Regions from separate parts of the Astyanax mexicanus genome. Here region 2 is linked to region 1. The links are chromatin contacts, called in public Hi-C maps. All regions are on one chromosome and are shown on one strand. The core of a region is the stretch at or near the end of the contact, and the rest is flanking DNA. Distances in the headings are between cores, read along the strand shown.

Region 1 (4,134 bases), core at 230-2,729:
GGTATGCCACTACTACTGTAACTACTGTTTAGGGTTAACATTAATATAATATTAAGAAAAAATACAAGCTATAATACTGTATATAAACATATATATTTAATATATATTTTCTGCACATTTTTTTCACTAGCTTAACAGACATACATTATCTAGCCACTTTTATCTCTTAAGTTTTAACTGTTATTATTAATTTTTTTTTTGTTTTAAACTCTGCTTGCCTACACTGTTTTACATTTTTCTATTTTTAAACAAACTACTGGTAACAAGCTAAACAAATCTCGCTTTAATTTAGTTATTATAAACAGTGACGTTTAAAGGCTTTAATAGATAAAAACAGTAATTAAACAATATAATAGCTAGCTTAGTTAACTCTCTCTATCTCTTTTTCACTGCATCTGTCTCTCTCTATATCTCTCTGGCTGGGTCTCTCTGTTGATTAATGCTGCTGAGTGAGTGACCCACGCCGGACTGTGTAACTCTATAACTATATAGCGTTATGTTATATAAAATAGCATACTTTTTTATTTTTCCAGCTGCTGTTTATCCAGAACTACACTTTAGTCCTGTAAATAACTTTAGAGACATTGTTTTTAAGGCTTATAGAGGTAAACACGTCCTTAAACTCATATTTAAGACTGTATGTCGCTTTATATATCGTTAAATCATAGAAAGTTAGTTAGCGTAGTTAGCTAGCTATTTAACTAACATTAGCGTTAACCATAAGACTTCAGCAGAGTCTGTACTCCACTTCTTTTTACACGAAACTCCCCCTAAATAACGTAATACCTACACATTATCTATGATTTAAAGATATATAAAGCGATATAGAGTCTTAAATATGAGTATAAAAGCGTTTTCTACCTTAAAAAAGCCTTTAAAAACTCAGTTTCTCTAAAGTTCTCTAAAGGACTCAAGTGTAGTTGTGGATAAACAGCAGCTGGAAAAATAAAACAGGAGGAAAAAAGGGGGAAACACACACACACACCAGACACAGTCAGGAGTCTGGAGAAAAGAGCGATAAAAAGCAGTGAAGAAGAAGAAGAAGAGTGGAAGGAGTGTGGTGGAAGAGAGAAACTCACCAAAACACGCGCTTATTTCCTCCGTGGGTAGCAGCAACAAAAAACACAGAAAGCTCTGCGTGGAAACGCTGTTGTCGGCGCCGTGAGGGAAACGCGCACGTGAGCGCACAAGCTAATAATCATAAAAGCAGCTTTTTTTTCTTTCTTAAAAAAAAATGAACAACAAGCCGCAGAGTAAATAAAACGCCGAGGTATCCCTCCGCTCGGAGATGCACACGCGTTGCCTCCTGTCTTCAGTCAGCGCGCTGCTGTTATTACTAATGCAACACAGAAAAAAAGCACGCCGAGTACACTGAGTCCTGTTACAATGCTCTCGCACGAGGCGCAATACGAGGCAGCAGCTTGTTTTTTTTTTTTGGCGTTACGATTCACTACATCAAGATGTATTCCGCCGAGTATTTGGGGGACTAGCTGATTAGAAAGCAGACCCCCCCCCCCTCCCCCCCCAGGGGAGGCTCCTCCGCGGAGGAGGTTTTTTGTTATTTTTTGGAGTGCTGCGACCCCCCCAAGTGACGTCACGTCCACCTGCTCTGTAAACAACAAACAACAACAACAAAAATTAAAAAAAAAATCAGAGTTTAGAGACTTTCAGAGTTTAGGTTGTTTTATTACCAGCTAATAAAGTAATCCACTGATTTACTGAGCTTTCAAAGCCTCAGTGGTACACAAAGCAAAGAGTACAATAGAACAGCATTTCTGCATGTTTAATTAGAATTATATACAGTTTATATTATATAGCTCTGGAAAATACAAAAATAAAAAAATGATTTTTCTCTTTATAGGTATTTATGTTTGAGTAAAATGAATATTTTTAGTTTATTCTATAAACTACAGACAACATTTCTCCCAAATTCCAAATAAATATACTATCATTTAAAGCATGTATTTGCAGAAATCGAGAAATAACAGAAATAACAAAAAAAAAGATGCAGAGCTTTCAGACCTCAAATTATGCAAAGAAAACAAGTTCATATTATACAGTTTTGAATATTGATTTCAGAAATCCACCAAATATTTGGTGGAATGACCCTGGTTTTTAAACACAGTTTTCATGCATCTTGGCATGTTCTCCTCCACCAGTCTTACACACTGCTTTTGAATAACGTTATCAGCTTGGTTTGATGGCTTGTGATTATCAATCTAACTCTTAAGAGGTTTTCAGTTTGGTTAAATCAAAAAGACTCATCATTTTTAAGTTATCTCTTATTTTTGTCAGAGCTGTATATGTATGTGTGTGTGTGTGTGTGTGTGTGTGTGCTTATATATGCATAAATAAGCTTTACGTATAGAATTACGTATATATATTCTTCTTTTTTTTAACAAATTGAAATATTGTTGCTTATTTCAGGCTATAGCCTTTTTCTGTGCTTATTTTATTATGAAAATTGTATTTAGCACAAAATAGTTAATATCACAATGACACAAAACAGCTAAAAGACAAAAAAAATGCAAGTCGTCTTTCTGAATCTATCTGAATGTTACTATCAACACAAACCACAGCACACAATTATTTGAGCTACTTACTGATCACAACGTTAATCTCACTGTACAGAACTACAGTATTATTTGCATATTTACATATTGCACGTTTACGTTACATATGAATATTTAGCTAAAGCAGGCAGGTTTTCCTCATTCAGACTCGCGCACTGACCTTTGTGTTGAACAGGGAGAGAAAGTTTTCAGACGGGCAGATTTGTGCTAATCGCAGGTTAAATCCCTGATCCTGCAGTGTTGACTGCCATGGTAATTTGATATAAATAATTCAGGACAGTTTTCTTCCTCAAGTCTCTAAAACATCGAGCAAACACCGAGGAAAGGCTCTGTATTTGTCATAATTTCTGCTCGCGGTCATTTTAATGACAAATACGACGGGCAGCTTTTCAGCCCCACTATTTCCAGCTTCACTACTGATCAACACACATCTCTAATCCAGCACACGTAATTTACATTTTATTAATCATTACAAGATTAATTATGGAGAGATTTTTTTCCCGACTGCTTGAATTTAGAATTATTTTGAGATATTGGAGGTATTTATATATTTAATTATAAAATTTTAATAATATTTGTCATTTTCATTAAAAAAATGTATGCAATGAAACATTCCGTATTCAGATGTTTTAAATAACCATGTAAAAAATGCATTTTTAAATGTTATATTAGGCTAATATATAAGAGGTGTCTAAAAAACGAAATAAAAAAAATAAAAAACCTTTTTATATCAGCAATGCTGTTTTCGCACATCTGGATAGAAGCAGGTGTATCTTCCCATCAGCAGGTGTACGCTGTGTTACTATAATTGTTTAATATAGTTGTTATTTTTTTATATGATGAATATGAGCTTTATTGTCTCACCGCTGTCTGTTTTCGTTGATTACATCACTACAAATTTAGCGACGCAGCTCCGTGAGAAAAAATGAGCAGAAAACAGAGAGTCTGGAAATCACTGTAAGAGACTCTGAGGGCTGAAGAGTTGCGTGTTGCTGCCACCTATCGGCCCTGTTTAATCCTGCCCCTCTCGAGACTATACTCCACATACAGCTCTGAAAAAAAAAATAAGAAAGCACCTAAAAATGATGAGTTTCTTTGATTTTACCTAATTGAAAACCTCTGAAATATAATCAAGAGGAAGAGGAAGATGGATGATCACAAACCATCAAACCAAGCTGATCTGCTTGAATTTTTGCACCAGGAGTAGAATAAGGGTATCCAAAAGCAGTGTGTAACACTGGTTGAGGAGAACATGCCAAGATGCATCATTGTGTTATTATGCTAAAGTTATTCCACTAAATATTGATTTCTGAACTCTTGATTTCTGAACTTTATGAATATAAACTTGTTTTCTTTGCATTATTTGAGTTCTGAAAGCTCTGCATATTTTTTGTTATTTCAGCCATTTTTCATTTTCTGTAAAAAAAAATGCTCTAAATGACAATATTTTTTGTCCGTAGTTTATAGAATTAAACAACAATGTTCATTTTACTCAAACATATACCTATAAATAGCTAAATCAGAGAAACTGGTTTAGAAACTGAAGTGTTCTCCTATATAT
Region 2 (3,852 bases), core at 456-2,955, 40 kb before region 1:
AAGGCCAGTGGGCGCGAGTGCGGGGAGGCCTCCTGCGGAGCCGGGGTCTGCCGCTCTCCGCTCGCCTCGCAGGATCCCTGCACAGGAGTTCGCACATGTGACTTCCATTTGTGACTCTGGCCGGCCGCCCAACAGGACATCCCCGAGTGAGTGTTTGCTCGACTCAATATCAACAGGGCGAGTAAGCAGCTCCAGGGAAGGGCCCTGATTCAGTTCCTATTGAAAATAAACCAGCACACATTCGTAAGGGCTGGAATATCAACACGCACAAGCAGGAGTCACATATACAGCACTCACTCAGCACAGAGCTCACTCTCTTTCTTTCTCCCCCTCAGTCTCTCTCTCTCTCTCTTTCTCTCTCTCTCTCGTGCTTAATGATACCTGCACCACTCCAGCAGCTGCAGGGAGAATTGAAGTATACATTACAGCAGAGAAATAAAAGAGACAGAAATGATAGAAGTCAGACAGTTCAAGCTGACCGGCCACTTCAAACAGAAAGCCCCGGCGAACGCGACAGACACTCCAGGTTAAATTGGCTCTTCTGCACCTTCCCTTAAAATGTGGGTTTCTTCAAAAGCGCATTTGAATTAGACGAGTTGATGAAATCAAAGACTTGACTGTGTGGGTAAATTTATACAAGCAAGTACACCTCACAGCAGTTTACCTATTATGCAGCAGATTGGAGCAAGATGAAAGCGTGCTGCATGACAGCCTACTTCCCTTTTCACACACAAGATATTATCATATTGTAAAGGCTGCAATTTGTATTAGATTCACATTGGGGGAAAACGTAGGTGACAGGACTTGATACGCTCAAGGCTGCCAAACTTATAATCAGATGAAAGGATATGCGATGAGGACTGGATAACAGCCACTCGACACATTCAGTGCGCTGACAAATAAAAACAACAAAAAAACCCTCCAAATACACTCATCCATTTTGGCTGAGCACTGTTAAATAAATAGAGAGAGAGCGGGAAAGCAAAAGACAAAAGAGAGGGGGGAGGAAGAAAAAAAAAAACGAGACTGAGTAAGTGACAAGAAATAATATACTTGTGCATTTGACTTCGCCATCAGATCCACAGGAATTAAGAGCAAGTTCAGTGCAATGAGAAAAAAAGGAGGAGAGAGAAAGAGTTAAAGCAAGAGAGAGAGAAAGAGCTAGAGAGAGAGAGAGAGAGAGAGAGAGAGAGAGAAAGAGAGAGAGAGAGAGGGGATCCAGGATACTCTCACATTACATCAGGGCTCAGTACTACCATTGACCTCATCCATTCAGCAGTTTAAGTCTATTCAAACAGACACAAATTAAAGCAAAAGAGGGGAAAAAAAACGTAAAAAAAAAAGAAAACGAAGGAAAATTAATTCAAGAAAATGGCATCCCACCAAAGAATAATAAACTCATTATATGGAAATTTCAAACCTAACCGTTCTCCATGCCGCTGCTAATTTAAACCTAATTTTTACTAGCCACTAATTCGGCGAGGGCGGGGAAAGGAATTACATCTGGAGGTAATTCACTGCATGGAACTGAGCCCAGTGGAGGCTACCCAGAGAGAGAGAGGGAGAGAGAGAGAGAGAAATAAAGTGGGGAGTGGGGGCAGCAGGGTTCCGGTCTCTGAAAACTGCAGAATGTTTTCATAGTGCTGTCATCAGACAGGGCTTAGAGCAGACATAGGTGTTGCATGTGCAGAGAAACGGCCAGGGATACTCTCAGCTCATCCCAGGAGGAGTCGAGCGCACTCGCACTGTCTGCTGAGCACTGGAGCAAAGGCCATTTCAGACTCTGAGGGAACTGCAGGGTGGTGCAAACGGGTCACGTCTAATAATAGTGTTTACAAACAGCATTTATCTGGTTGTGCAATCAGCATGCTCAACATTAACAGCTAAAAAATATCTCACTCAGTACACTCTACACACTCAGTACACTCAGGACTGCGTAACTGTGATAATACAGCTTAAGAACTGTAACCATTAAGTCTTACGGATGATAATGTCAATATTGTTTTTACACATATATAATTCAGTATATATCAGTTAGCACAACTAATAAGCAATTACTTAATAAAAAAAGTAAACAATTTTGAAGAAAAGGTTTTAGCAAGAAAAGATTAAGCATACATTGGTACCACTTTAAAATGAGACTACCTTTATAAAGGGTTTATAAATGGTTTACAATTAGTTTATTAATGGTTACTAATTAGGTTGTAAATGCCTTAAAAATGAGTGAATACCATTAATAATCAGATATAACACATACTGTACATAGAAAGGGCAACAATATAGACGGCTGTGGATTTACTATTTGTCAAACAACAGGTCATTGTTGCCCTTTCTATTTATGTGTTATAACTGATTATTAATGATTTTTAAGACATTTACAACCTGATAAGTAACCATTAATAAACTAATTGTAAACCATTTATAAACCTTTTATAAAGGTAGTCTTATTTTAAAGTGGTACCGATAAATGTAATGTCTTGGATAATATCTTTAAAAAATTAATTAGACTTTATATTCAGAATAATTAAAAGTCAATATTTTCACTAAAAATGTTTTTTCTTCTTCTTACCACTAGGGGTGTGCCAAATCGTATCGAACGCAATAATATCGCATATTATTAACATTTTTGAATATCATTAATGATATTATACCCTGAAATATTGTGCCATATCACCCACCCCTAATTATCACACCAGGGTACTACTTTTTTGCTGTTTTCAGCAAAAGACAAAATTCACACAAGAAAGTGCTTATTTCCCGTTATATATCTACTACTAGAGTCAGATTTAATCTATCTAGTATCATTTATTTTACTTTAATCCTGGATATATGGAGATATATGGAGTGCGTTATTATTAGTATCATGGCATTGTGGACCATTGACTTCTGTTACAAATCTGATAAAATTCTTTGTGATATTATTTTAGGGCCATATCATCCACCCCTACTCACCACCCAATGGATTGATATCCCCATAGTGCACAATGCCACCATTGCTTACACTGAGGGCAACCATGTGCTAGCTCTGGGTATGGCTGGGCGATTTAGTTAAAATATATGATCACTTTAATAAAATGCAATTTAATGATACACAACATTATCATGAAGTTTCTTAACATGCAGACAAAATGCATCAGTTGGCAGATAAAAAAAACTGCTATTCAATTATTCTCCTATACTTAATACAGTGATTTTTTTCCACCTTTATTATGCACTTATTTAAACATTTAATCAAACAGGACTAATTACAGTGCTTAGTGTTCTTTAGGTACTGATGATATCCTTAATATATGCTCAGAAGTGTATCTTGTGAACCAGCTTAACAATATTTATCACAATATCCTTAAATATTGTCATACTGCTCACTGACTCACCAAGTCATAAAAAGAAAAAAACAATATAGCCTTTTAAATAGATTTCAGGGGATTGAACTGAAGATATTCCTATTCTAGGACCAAGGCATAGAGCGAATAAATCTTATTCTTAAACACTCAGCATGGAATGCCTTTACAGTTAACAGTTACAATAAAGTGGCTGCAGGTTGACACAAGTACTCAGCATTTTTTTGTGATCAAATCACAAAAAAATATTATTTAATTAAAGCTTACCATTATTAGTCAGATATGAGATTTCAGCCTTAAAACTGTTTAAGATATGGCAGGTCTTTCTAAAATTCACTGCTGAAAACTTCTTCCCTGCCAATGCAGTGCAGCCAATCAGTCATGCAGGGAGCTGGCACTTTTAAATTTGGCTCAATCTTGTTAAGACTCCAAACGGAAATCACCAAACAGTGTAAAAAAGAAGAAAAAAAGTGTCCTAATGTTTAGGATGCTTTAAAAGTGCATGTAAATT

Evidence for each region. Hi-C and Micro-C count contacts between places; a contact is called where the count stands out from the background.
Region 2: a contact with region 1 is called in a Hi-C map of muscle, with 5 times the contacts expected there. The contact joins the enhancer-like site here to the promoter of foxp2 in region 1. A contact is called at or near these places in 2 of 3 Hi-C or Micro-C datasets (both in muscle).

What each region holds. Positions count from the first base shown.
Region 1 is chr2:13,824,673-13,828,806 of AstMex3_surface, reverse strand. foxp2 (forkhead box P2) reads right to left here and starts at 1,479. Exons shown (of 18, transcript XM_049473413.1): 1 at 1,080-1,479.
Region 2 is chr2:13,864,749-13,868,600 of AstMex3_surface, reverse strand. All of the region lies in intron 3 of foxp2 (forkhead box P2), which reads right to left. Among protein-coding and RNA genes, the nearest start is that of foxp2, 39 kb to the right of the region's middle. Within about 2 kb of position 1,705, the one cell type or tissue checked has an H3K27ac peak away from gene starts, as active enhancers do.